Regions from separate parts of the Capra hircus genome. Here region 1 is linked to region 2. The links are chromatin contacts, called in public Hi-C maps. All regions are on one chromosome and are shown on one strand. The core of a region is the stretch at or near the end of the contact, and the rest is flanking DNA. Distances in the headings are between cores, read along the strand shown. Region 1 holds the start of RAB13 (ras-related protein Rab-13). Region 2 has its middle 27 kb from the start of SLC27A3.

The links. A called contact is a pair of places that touch in the nucleus more often than the background predicts.
Region 1: a Hi-C map of blood shows a contact between it and region 2, with 8 times the contacts expected there. The contact joins the promoter of RAB13 here to the enhancer-like site in region 2. A contact is called at or near these places in 3 of 5 Hi-C or Micro-C datasets (all in blood).

The regions. Positions count from the first base shown.
Region 1 is chr3:103,695,861-103,702,509 of ARS1.2, forward strand. It overlaps RAB13 (ras-related protein Rab-13), which reads right to left and starts at 3,222. Exons shown (of 8, transcript XM_005677470.3): 1 at 3,110-3,222. RPS27 (40S ribosomal protein S27) reads left to right here and starts at 3,252. Exons shown (of 4, transcript XM_005677468.3): 1 at 3,252-3,348; 2 at 3,663-3,771; 3 at 4,339-4,449; 4 at 4,741-4,832. The coding sequence starts at 3,343. The coding sequence ends at 4,769. It overlaps NUP210L (nuclear pore membrane glycoprotein 210-like), which reads right to left. Exons shown (of 40, transcript XM_013977080.2): 38 at 6,017-6,121; 39 at 5,428-5,499; 40 at 4,947-5,340. The coding sequence ends at 5,213.
Region 2 is chr3:103,552,975-103,559,253 of ARS1.2, forward strand. No RefSeq gene overlaps it. Among named protein-coding and RNA genes, the nearest start is that of SLC27A3, 27 kb to the left of the region's middle. Within about 2 kb of position 1,822, at least 4 of the 5 cell types and tissues checked have an H3K27ac peak or open chromatin away from gene starts, as enhancers often do.

The sequences.
Region 1 (6,649 bases), core at 1,972-4,471, 140 kb after region 2:
GGGAAGCGAAGGGCACCGGTAGGCGGGACTGGAGGGTTGGCAAAGGGAGCGGGCCGGAGCCCCAGCCAGGAAGTTTTCCTCCCTCTCCGCCCAGGCTCTGGGAAAGAGGAGAGGCGGCACTCCTCCGGGCCCCACCCCGTGCCCGCCCATCCCTTTCAGCTGGCCTCCTCGGACAGCCCAGCCTCCAGCTCTCTGGCTTTCCCTTCCCAGCCAATGCTGGCCTGTCTCCCTAGCCATTTTGAACAGATTTTGCTCAATATCATCCCCCTCTTTTGACTTCGCTCTTCCAGTCAGAAGCCAGAGAGGCTGGGGTGAAGTGGAGGTTTAATCAGAATGACCAAGGGAAGAGGAATTTTAGAGGAATTCGGGGAAAACGAAAGTTTGGGAGAATAAGGGTGAAGGCCAGGATAACACAGGAATTGGCAAAAATTGGAGACTGATTTTTGAAAGGGGAACTCAAGAAAAATAGAATCCTTCTGGGGCAGTTTCTAGAATTCTGGCGTTACTTTTCCAAGCCCTTAGTTTTAGAATCCCAACTCTTTTTGAAAAAAGCGGCATGGCTGGAGTTGATGGCTATTTGTTGAGTCAGTCTGCCCCCTGGTGGAACAGAGTGAAAATTAAAATTAATTATACTATATAATCAGCTCCACACACTCCCTCTCCCAGTCTCCAAGCCCATACACTGTTCACCTAGATACGTTCTGGAGCTTCATCTTGAACGGTCTTCCTTCTGGGACGCTGTGTATGAATTCTCTGACAGGCCAGCTCAGGAAGATAGAGACTGAGATTACAAATGTCCGGTGTCATTCTCTTGATGAGATGTGGATCTTTTAACACACTCCGGAGGCAGTACTCCTAACACACTAATGAACAGACTGTGACTGTGTAGCCTTGGCAACCAGAAAGCTGAAATATGGAGAACATGGCTACACAAAACCAAATTTATCTTTGCTTTGGAAAAAATATTCAAAATACCTGCTTTTCTAATAGCAGGTCAGTAGAATAGTCCGTCTTTAAACATAGTGTACCGGTTATGAAAAGGAATCTTCTGTCACTTCAGTTATCCTTGTCATACTCTGTGCCAATGTTTGTCCCTCTCAAACACAGCTATTCAATTCTCTTTTATCCTTTATCTCACCACTCATTATGTCTTCAAGTTGTATTACAAAACTCGAGTATTCTCTACTTCTCCCTGCTGGTCAAACTCTCTCTCCCTAGTGCTTTAAATTATTCTTCAATTTTCATGGATCTGTCTGATAAAAACCTATTAGTTCTTTTTTATTTCATCTTATCTCGTCTGAATCTGGACTTTTCATCCCCAGCAATAGACTATTCTTTTTCAGCTCTCTAAATTGTTGTTGTTGTTTAGTTGCTAAGTTGTGTCTGATATTTTCTTTCCATGTCTGACTCTTTTGCAACCCCATGGACGGTAGCCCAGCAGGCTCCTCTGTCCATGGGATTTCCCAGGCAAGAATATCAGAGTGAGTTGCCATTTCCTCTTCCAGGAGATCTTCCCGACACAGAGATTGAAACTGCATCCAGTTGCATTGGCAGCTGGATCCTTTATCACTGAGCCACCTGGGAACATGTCACTTCCTCAGAGGTTTTTCTCACCCATCAGTAGTATGCCGAACCATACAGAAGGCTGAGAGATGAAGAATTGATGCTTTTGAACTCTGGTGCTGGAGAAGACTCTTGAGAGTTGTCCCTTGGACAGCAAGATCAGACCAGTCAATCCCAAAGGAAATCAACCCTGAATATTCATTGGAAGGACTGATGCTGAAGCTCCAATACTTTGGCCACCTGATGCAAAGAGTGGACTCATTGGAAAAGACCCTGATGCTGGGAAAGACTGAAGGCAGGAGGAGAAGGGGCAGGGCCAACAGAGGATGAGATGGTTGGATAGCATCACTGACTCAATGGACTTGAGTTTGAGCAAACTCTGGGAGATAGTGAAGGACATGGAAGTTTGGCCCGCTGCAGTCCATGGGGTTGCAAAGAGTCTGACATGACTGAGCAACTGAACAACAACAGTAGTGTGCTGGAACCAACTATTACTGGCTCATGAAAACAGACTGTGCTTTCCAAATCCGTGTTTAATGACATTGGTAGTCTGAAACCGGCCAAGGTAAGAGTATTTTCTCCATTGAAATTACCAAAGACAACAAATCAGGGCTCCCCTCTATAAAGTCAATGGTTAAACGTTTACCTGGAGAAGGCAATGGCACCCCACTTCAGTACTCTTGCCTGGAAAATCCCATGGACGAGGGAGCCTGGTAGGCTGCAGTCCATGGGGTCGCGAACAGTTGGACACGACTGAGCGACTTGACTTTCACTTTTCACTTTCATGCATTGGAGAAGGAAATGGCAACCCACTCCAGTGTTCTTGCCTGGAGAATCCCAGGGACGGGGGAGCCTGGTGGGCTGCCGTCTATGGGGTCACACAGAGTCGGACACGACTGAAGTGACTTAGCAGCAGCAGCAGCAGCAGCAAACGTGTACCAGCGTATCCTTGACAAGAACTCACATCCCTTGTCCCATTCTATTCCTTTGGAATTAACCAGGTCCTCATATACCATCTGAGTCATTTTTGCTCCTCCTTTATGACAAATGGACATTTTAACCCTTTGATCGTTACTGTAGAAGATAATGATTTGGTCTTTTTTCTTTCTTTTCATTCCCTGTCCAGAGTTTCAGTGCTGCCAAGATTACAAATCTTGGAAATGTAGTTCTGATGAAAATGTAGTGGAAAGGATGTGGGAATGTAAAGACAGAGTTGTGAAGATTAACATTCAAAGCAGTCAGAACAATACAGAAGTGAGTAATGTAATAATTATTACAGAGAAAGATGGAAAGGAGAGAATAAAATTAACAACGGTTAGTCCTAGAAATAGGCTGAAAGTGCGGAAAAGATGAGAACTTGCCTTTTTTATATTTACATTACTGAATTGTTAAAAATGGGGAAACTAAACCAATTGAAAAATAGTAAAGAAATTTAACAAGTCATAGACACAACTCAGTCTGTTTTCCTAAGCAGTTCCTGTTGTTAAAGTGTAGCGCGAAATTTTAAAAATGTCTATTTACCCCTTGACGGAGACCAGACACTGACCTTAAGATGCCAAGCTCACTCTCTTAACATGGCGACTCATCTGAGTCCTGTCATTTAGAGACCTTCCCCAAATGGCAGCCCCCACCTCGCCCCATCGCCCAAGACCATGAGAGAAGGACCTTCTCAACATGGCGGCGATAGGCCCTAACGTCATTTCCTGCGGGACGGCAAATTTAAGGATCAGGATTTCCGCTTCCGCCCCTTTCCGGCGGTGACGACCTCCTCACGAGAACATGCCTGTGAGTTCCTTCGGCTAGGTTTCCGTGGAGATCTCATTCTTCTGTCTGCACGCTGCTCTCACGCTGATTTGGGATCACAGAGGGCCCTCATTTGCCCTCCGCACTTCCCAGGACAAGTTAACTACAGGGGCCGCAGAGGCCAGCTGGGACCCGTGCTTGGACGGGAGCGGAGAGGCAATAAGATGGCGGCCCAGCTGCGCAGACACCAGGGGCGACAAGGGACGAGCTCTCCCCGTTGTGTGGCAGTGGGGGCTGTTTTCGATCATCCATGTTCACCATTGGTTTCTAAATTTCTACATTTCTGCCTCTGTTAGCTCGCAAAGGATCTTCTTCATCCCTCTCCAGAAGAGGAGAAGAGGAAACACAAGAAGAAGCGCCTGGTGCAGAGCCCCAATTCCTATTTCATGGATGTAAAATGCCCAGGTGAGGAGATAACATGTGGTAGTGGGGAAAGCACTGAATCTCACGAGTTGAAAAAAGGTATCCGTGAAGCCCTAATTGTATTCAGATTTGAATGTTAGAGATGAGTAAAATTTTGCGCTTTAGGAGGAGTGATCCAGAGAGTCCCCTTCAAAACTCTGTAGACCGCAACGTTTCTGTTGGGAAACACTGGAATGATAATGTTGGGCTTCTGTGGTAATTTATGTACTTGTTCCTGGCGGCAAAGGGGTGGGTATGTTGACCAGTTACTGAGCATCTCTCCTTACCAAGTACAGGATTTTTTTCTTTCTGACTTTTGAATAATTTTTTGGATGATGTTGATTAGATTACTCAGAAAATGCATAGGTTGGGGCACATGGTCGAGGTTGCTTTTGAGTTGACTTTGATGTATATCTAGAGCCAGATAATCAAGTTTAGGTATGGAAAGTAAGTTCCAAGAATTTTCATAGCATACTTGTTTTACAGTTAATGCATGACAGCATATGTTTAAGTGAAGAAAGGTTTGGGGGGAAAAGGGTAACTCCTTGATGTTTCCCCCCCCCCCCGCAGGATGCTATAAAATCACCACCGTCTTCAGCCATGCACAAACAGTAGTTTTGTGTGTTGGCTGCTCTACTGTCCTCTGCCAGCCTACAGGAGGAAAAGCAAGGCTTACAGAAGGTAAATGGTTTAATGTAATTTTTATGCTTTTCTTCTTTATGTCAACCAAATGCGTAATCGGGAAGCATGTGTCTCAAAATGCTACTGTCTAAAGCTGGGTGGATGGGTGATAAAAGGGCTTCATATGAGCTGAATCTGATGTCTAGTGACTAGGCAGAAGGTAAAAGAGTTGAAGAAAATACAAATGTAGGTTTCATACCGGTTAGAGGCATTTTGTTTTGTGGGGTTCAGGCAGGGTAAGGAGGCTGCTATCAGTTAACCTTTGAACTTTTTTTTTTTTTTTTTTTGCAGGATGCTCTTTCAGACGGAAGCAGCACTAAAAGTACCCTGTATCAAGATGAACGGGAAACCATCCCAATAAACACGTTTTGGATACATCCTGTTTATTGTCTTGTTTTACTGCTAGGAAGTTCCTACCTCACGTATTCAGGGGCAACCAGAAGAGTGGATTCTAGAGTCATTTGGGGCAAGTAAGTGGCCAAGAACTTAAAAAGTCCATTTGGGACATTGCTATCCCTAGGTTCATGGAGTAAATCTGCAGAGCTTGATTAAAAACTGGAATAGTATGTAAATGGGGTATTTCATTTCACTTTTGTGTTTTCTTAGAATTAAGAACTGACAGTTGATATTTAAAACGCAATCCAGCACACCACTTTAATATAAAGTAGCCTAGGATCCTTTATTTACAGTTCTCAGAAGCCTTGTTTGGAGGTGTGTGAGTGTAGAGGTTGCTGCTGATCTGGGGCTAGAACTCTCCAGTCCCCTATTGTGAAAAACTTGTCCAAGCAGAGGTTAGTGTCATACTCCACAGCCAGTGCTGTAGCCGATTCTGGGCTGGTGGGGGTTGTGGACTCGTGAGTGGAAGGGGAGAACATGTGGATGTGTAAGAACCTAGGAGGAAAGGAAATAAAAGGATAAATAGAGGTGAATGAGGGTGGTACCTGAGTTTTTCGGAGATAACAGATGATGGTTCTTTACCTTAGTGTGTACCTAGAGTTGGCACATAAACAACTGGAACTGTCTGCATCTTGTTTAGGAAGGCATTGTATGCTGGAAAAAGAATAAGAGATGTCAACAAGGAGATCTGTTCTCACTGGAGGAAGGCCTTAAGGGTCAAGTCCGTTCTTAAGTATTGCTATAAAAAAAGTAATGCTTCAAATTAAATAACACTGTATACTTAATAGGAAGTTTTTATTCAGTGATTTTCAGAGGTATTCCAACTTATGGCTGAAAGATGGGAAATGCACATGTATATAATGGTATGTGTTATGTTGCTCATCTCTTGCTATGTATTTGAGCAAAACTAGCTATAATCTAAAGTTTAGCAGTGATTTCCACTTCTGAGTGATAGCTGTTTGCTGCATGCGTTTATTGCTTCTCAGTGAGTTGGGCAGGATCTTTGGTCCACCAGGTGACTAAGGGTAGGGAGGCTAAGTCAGTTTCAATTGCATGTCCCAAATTAGATGTGATATAAACAGCTAATTTTCATCCTCATTTAGTTTGTGAAATAAAATGAAGGCAGTTTCCAAGTCTAAATTCTACGGTGCTGCATATAAGGACTCCTTACCTAGAAAGAGGAAAGCTGTTGATCCCAGCACCGCAAAGAGGGTAAAGAGGAGAATCTGGTAAGAACCTGCGAACTTCTGGAGAACACCTGAACCGTCACATTGATCTACGCATTGGCAGAATAAAAGAAGATAGTTTTTTAAAGGACAGATGTTGCTCCTTTAAAAATTGTATGCTCCTGAGATATCTAGCTGAAACACTCAAAACTTAGCCTCTAGGAAATTCTTTTTGTTCCTTACCAGAGAAAAAGGGGTGAACTGTACTTGGTGCCTCTACCTTTTGGGCTTTAATAAACTGCAATTCTTGAGCCTTTTCAGCTTCCTAAAGAATGTTTAAATTCTCTGCTACTGTAAAATGCCTGTTATCTCTCCTGTGTACTTTAACTCCAAGTGACATCCTTCAGCTTTTAATCCCTCTAACCTGAAACGACCCAGGAGCCACTTGTCCTTTTTTATTCAGCTATCGTTTCTAGGGAACATGATTTGTATATAACTTTGTCCTCAATAAAAGTTGAGACATGTCTTTTGAAGCATAGTTTCTCTTGGTTATTTCGAATTCTTCAGTGTCTAGAAGTGAACTCTTCCTGCCTCATCAAATTGCCATTCCAGATAAACTCACCAGGCCCTTATACATA
Region 2 (6,279 bases), core at 572-3,071:
AGGGTGGGCTAGGCAGTGTCGACAGCATGCACCATGCCTAGGCCGAGGGCCCTTTCAGGGGATCAGAAACATGTTTTAACTATAATTTCTTTAAAACCAGATGAAAAAATGAATAATGAATATATAATAGTGAGTTGTTATTTGATAGTTCTGGATTATATCTGTGTCGATACTAATGCAAATGTAAAACATGAGTTTAAATGTCACGAAGGTAAAGTGCTCATGGCCTCCGGAGATGCGAGACTGCAGGGCTGCAAGAAGGCAGACAGTGGGGAGCGGCAACCGTGGGCACAGAGGGGAGGCTGGGGCTCTGGGACGAGTCGCTGGTGGCGGAGGTGGGGGCCAGCTCTCTGGGTGCTCAGGTGCTCCCTGTGTCCCAGGCCTGTCATGCTTCTATCAACATCCAGAGTCTGTCAAGGAGGAGCCGGGTGGAGTCACCTGCTTCCAGCGCATGGCCTGGGGAGTGCCTGAGCCTTCCCGTTCCTGGGAACACAAGGGCATGACCGTGAGTGCCGCTGACCACAGGTGATCATAGTGAGGAGTGTGGCGGGGTGAGGGGCTGCGGGCCACTGCCCAGCCACAGACCCCTGCAGGCATCCTCCGCATCACTAGCGTGAGCCAGGTTGACCCGGGCACATACTGCTGCGTGGCTCACAGTGTGGCCAGTACTCGCCACAGCCAGGATGCTCGGCTGGTGCTGAAAGGTAAGCGAGGACCGGGGGATCAGAGCGGGCACCGGCAGAGGAGGGTGTGGGAGCTGGCGCCACAGGGAGTGGGTGTGGCTGATGTAGCTGCATGTGGTACAGAAACTTGGAGCGCTGGCTACATATAGGGACTGCGCTGGGTGTGGGAATACAGATGTAAGCAGGTGGAAGAGGCTCAGCCCATTACCAGCTTCCCAGAGCTGGCAACTGAGTGGAGAGGGAAGTGCTGCGGGAACCCAGGGCAGAGGCCTCTAACCCAGCCTTGGGCTATGGGCAAAGCTATACCAAGCTGAGTGCAGGAGAGGCAGGCCAAGGTCAGGAAGATGGGGAGGGTGGCATTGCTTCCTGTAAAAGCACAAGGGTTAGAATAGTGCAGCTCACGCAGGCAGTTCCATGTTGCTGGACCAGAGAATGGGGAGAACTCAAGGAAACAAGAAATCGATGTAGGAAAGGGCGGTGAGGCCCATCATGAGGAGTCTGGGCTTGATCCAGAGAGCAGTGGGAGCCCTTTGGATGGGCTCAGGGGCTCCTGCGACTCAGCTGTGGGTGGATGCTGGGGGACATTCGTGTTTGTGCATGGTGTGCTCAGATGTATGTGCATGTGTGTGTGTGCACACGCACACACACACGTGCGTGTTTCCTCCTTTGGGTGAAAACAGCCTTGTACCTGAAACTCCAAAAGTGACCCGAAATACAGGCCACGTGGGGTGGGAGAGTTTTGTGCCCAAAATGAGGGTTGCAGCAGAAACTATGAAGAGATGGTACCTAGCGGGGAACAGGTTAAGACCCACGCCGCAGCCTGAAGCCAAGATGCCACCGGAGTGTGAAGGGAAAGCATGCCTGAATTATCCACTAGGGGGCCCCCGCAGTACAGATAACGAGTGAACACTGGGCAAGCATCAAGGCAAAATTCTACCAAAAGATGCTTAATTTTTAAACTGAAAACCGAAAGAGGAAGGGGACATCTGGAGTGTCTCTCATCTGGAGCTGACTTAGAAACTGAAAGAGCAGAGCGGGGATCAGGGGCTCCTCCCTGAGAGCAGAGGGAAGCTGGGGTGAGGCTCCTGCGGCTTTCCACTTCCTGTTCCCGTCCACCATCCCAGGCATGAGGGCAGGGCAGGATGCCCGGCTTCCATGATGATCAGTGCTCCTGGCAAAGTGACTGGCCAGGCACGGGTCCTCCATCCTGCTGGCCGCAGAGGCAGGGGACTGAATGGCCAGAGAGCTTAGGCAGATGACAAGCAGGTGCTTGTTGGGCGCAGATCAGCCAGTGACTGAGCTACATGGCAGCCTACATTTCACAGAGGCAGCTGGGATCAGTGTAGACATTTCCCCAGGGACAGGAGACAGGATCTGCGTACCGAGGCCCCAGCCATCCACCCCTAGAGCGCTTCCCTGGGGCAGGCGTTACCCTGGGCAGGCACCAGGGACACGGGATTTCCCGGACTTTGAAGGAGCGCACAGTGCCCGGAGGGAATGCTTTCAGCAGTGCTTCCAAGACCCAGGATTGCGTTCCACTTCTGCCAGGCCCTCTGGGGCTGAACAAGTCACTTGCCCTCTCTGACACCCAGTTTTCTCATCTGTGAACTTGGAGAAGTAAAAGCGCTGGCCTCACAGGCTTGTAGTGAGGATTAAAGGGGCCCAGCGCATGGGGGCTCACAGTATAAAGCCTGGCATGCGGAGGCGTTCAGCCAGGGATGGATGTCATATGCACCAGCTCTGCCCACTAGACGGTCTGACCAGGTGGAACATGGCCTCCTTGGCCACCGCCAGGACATTTCAAGACAGTCCACAGCTGGAGCTAGAGCTTCGGGAGGCAAACTGAGGAGGGCCTGGTCCAAAGTAGACCCTCAATATACAGTGGTGGGCTGAGTGGAGAATGGACGAAATGCTGTGCTAGACCTTGAGCCAGATTCAAATGTGGGTAAGACTTTACACCAGTCCTTGAGGAGCTTTCTTTTTTTTTTTTTTTTTTTTTGAGGAGCTTTCTGAACAATCACGTTTGGCCGTGCTGGGTTTCGTTGCGGCATGGGCTCTTCTCCAGTGGAGGCGAGCGGGGGCTGATCTCGAGTGCAGTGCACCGGCTTCTCGTGGTGGGGGGCTCTCTTGCTGTGGAGAGAGTATCCAGGTTTCAATAGTTTTGGCATGTGGGCTCAGGAGTTGCAGCTCCTGGGCTCTAGGGCACAGGCTCAGTGGTCATGGAGCATGGCCTTAGCTGCTTTGCAGCATGTGGGATCTTCCTGGACCAGGGGTCAAACCCAAGTCCCCCGCATTGGGAGGTGGGTTCTCTGCCGGCTGAGTCTCTGGTATGTGTGTATATGTGTGTGTGTGTGTGGGAGCTCCGTCAGCTCTGACTCTTTGCAACCCCCATGGGCTATAGCCTGCGAGGCTCCTCTGTCCATGGAATTTTCCAGGCAAGAATATTGGAGTGGGTTGCCATTTCCTACTCCAGGGGATCTTCCTGACCCAGGGATCAAACCCACATTTTTTGCATCAGGCAGATTTTTTACCACTAGCACCACCAGGGAAGCCCAGAAACTTTGAGAGATGTAACTTTGTATGAGAACTTTTTTTGTTTTTGTCTTGCTATGGCTTGTGGGTTCCTAGTTCCCCAACCAGGGATCAAATTCAGGGCCCCCTGCAGTGGTAGCACAGAATTCTAACCAATGGATTGCCAGGGAATTCCTAAATTTTTAATAAAGGACATTTATGAAAAGGTTAAATAAGTATGTGTTACAAAATCTCATAAAATAAAAAGCGGCAAAACAAGAATGGGGGTGACAGGATGAAGGAAGACAAAGGCCTGGTCCCTTGCTGTTCACAGCTGTACTCCCAGCGTGGGAGCAACACCTCACACAAGGCAGCCCCCCAGTGATGACTCGCTGATTTGATAAGATGGGAGAGGGCGCCCGAAAATGAAGATGCTGTTAGACCCAAAGAGCAGTGTGTTTCAGAAAAACTTTTGCATCCCATTTGAGCAGCTGAGACACGCTCACTTGGCAGGGGGCCCTGGCTCTCTTTCTAAGGGAAGGGTCTTCCGGCAGTTTTGTGGTTGACTTAGGGAAGGGGACTACGTCCCTACCTGGTCCACCTGGTCAGTTCACGTTCTGACACTGCTGCAGGCCTTCCAGGGGCACTCTGTGGTGGCGGGGGGCTTGCATACACCCTTCCCTCTCTCCACCCCTCCAGTTTAACTTGGGGCCTGCTTAGTACACCAAAGCTGCTTAGCTCTGATGCAGGCCGACCTCAGAGGTACTGCAGGTTTGGTGCCAGACTACAGTGACTATCACAATAGAGTGAGTCACGTGAATTGTTTGGCTTCCCAGTTCATATAAAATCACGTTTCTACTGTATCCTATTAAATAGCATTATGTATAAAACAAAGTACATACCTCATATAAAAATGTTGATAGCTAAAATTGCTAACCATCATCTGATAATGCAGGGTTGGCACAAGTTTTTGATTTGTTTAAAAAACAAAAAAACCGTTGCAGTATCTGTGAAGTGCAATAAAATGAAGTATACTTCTATTTGTGGGATTCCCTAGTAAAGAACTCACCTGCCATGCAGGAGCCTCAGGAAGACATGGGTTTGATCCCTGGGTCAGGAAGGTCCCCTGGAGGAGGGCACAGCAACCCACTGCAGTACTCTTGCCTGGAGAATCCTATGGACAGAGGAGGCTGACAGGTATGGTCCATAGACACAGACACACACAGACACACACACACACGCACGCACGCACGCACGCACGCGCACACACACACACACACACACGCACTTCTATTTACTGCCATAGGACCTTGGGCAAGTAATTTTCTTTATATGTAAACCAGGAGTAAAATAGCAACACCTCTGGGGTCTGGTCACTTGAGGATTAGAAGGGGCCTCTGGGAGCGGAAGTGTGTCCTGGATTCAAGGGGAGAGTTCTGTTTCCCGATCCCTCAATTTTCTGTTTCCCCCTCTCAGTGGGATCCCCACAGCTGCTACAGGAGCCAGAGATCCTGTCTGGGGCTCAGAACCCGAGGGTACAGTGCTGGAATGCATTGTCACAGGCCACCCACGGCCACTGGTCTCCTGGAGCCACCTGGGTGTGTAGCAGTCCTGCCCTGTCCCGCCTCCCGGAGTCCCCAGCACTTTGCACCTTCCCAGCTCTGACCAGTTGTCTCCCTGCAGGTGGCTGCTCCATCAGTTTAGAGGGCATCCACGTCCTGGGCCCTGGGAACCTTGTGATCTCTGAAGTGCTGGTCCAACACTCGAGCACCTACGTCTGTGCGGTCAATCGGCCCGGAACTCAGATCCGACGATGGCACAGAGCATCCTGCTTGTGCAGGGTGAGCCCCAAGGGCCAGCTAGGGAGGGTCCTGGGCCACCCCACTTGCCACGGGAACCTGGATGAGGAGAGGAGCAGCAGGAGGGTGAGAGGCCAGGCCTCATGGCACCTCCCACCTGCCATCACCTGCCTGGCTCCCTCCGAGTTTGTCCAGTGGCCACAGTCCTTGTCCAAGCCTCCAGGCAGCAGCACCATCTTCATCTGTGTAGCCCAGGGTGTCCCTGAGTCCTGGCTGGTCTTGCTGAAGAATGGGAAGGGGTTGAGTCCTGGGGATAACATTCGGCTGACCTACAACAGGTACTCAAGGTGCCCCTGTTCCACCCCCTCCACCCTGCCTGAGTGCTGAGGTCCCCTCACCTGCCCCAAGCATCTGCCCCCGCCTGTATACAACACTCTCTTCCTACATCTACTGTCCACAATCCTTGCAGCCAACTCCACCCACAGGAGGCTCTGCCCAGCCTGCTCCAACACCAGCGACACCAGCACACAGGCGGTGTGTCCTTCTGCTTCTGCGCTGGGCCATGGGTCTTGCCACTCCACCAGGGCAGGGGACTCGGAGGGAAGGAGCCCCATTGGCTGTGTTTGCTTTTCCCTGGTGCGGATATCCGCAGAGGACGAGGCCATCTACCAATACATGGCAGAGAATGGTGCGGGCTCCAACCAGGCCAGTGCCCGCCTGGCTGTGACGGCATCCAGAGCTATGCCCCATTCCCATGGGCCTGCAGGTGATGGCTCTCTCCACCTCTGCCGTTTGAGCATCTTGGGGACCACTGCCCTCCAGCTGGGGACCCATCATCAGCTTTGTGTGGCACGTCCGGCCAGTGGGAAGTGGGTGTGGGTGGATGGACAGGAGTCCCTTACTCTTAGTGATGCCCAGACCTGCCTGGACCTCTGGTACTTCCTTTTGCTCTTCAGCCCTCTTCTTATCCTCAGCCTTTCTCATCCTGGCTCCTGAGGCCCCTCTCCCTTCTCCCCTTGGAGACCTAGCTGGGGCTCTGTGCCCACTTTGTGGTGGTGGGGGATGTTTATAGTAAGGCAGAGGGATGCTGGTTGCCAAGCTTCTCTGCTTCTCAAAGCCAGCTGGTCCAGAGCTCCAAGAGGATGTGGGTAAAGGTACCTTTTGAGCACGTCTTCTCCAACCTGGAGCCCACCACGGTCTATTCTATTCATGTGCGGGCCTACTCAGCAGAGGGTGCCAGCCAGGACTCAGCCTCCATCCACACTTCCACCATGGGCAGCAGTGAG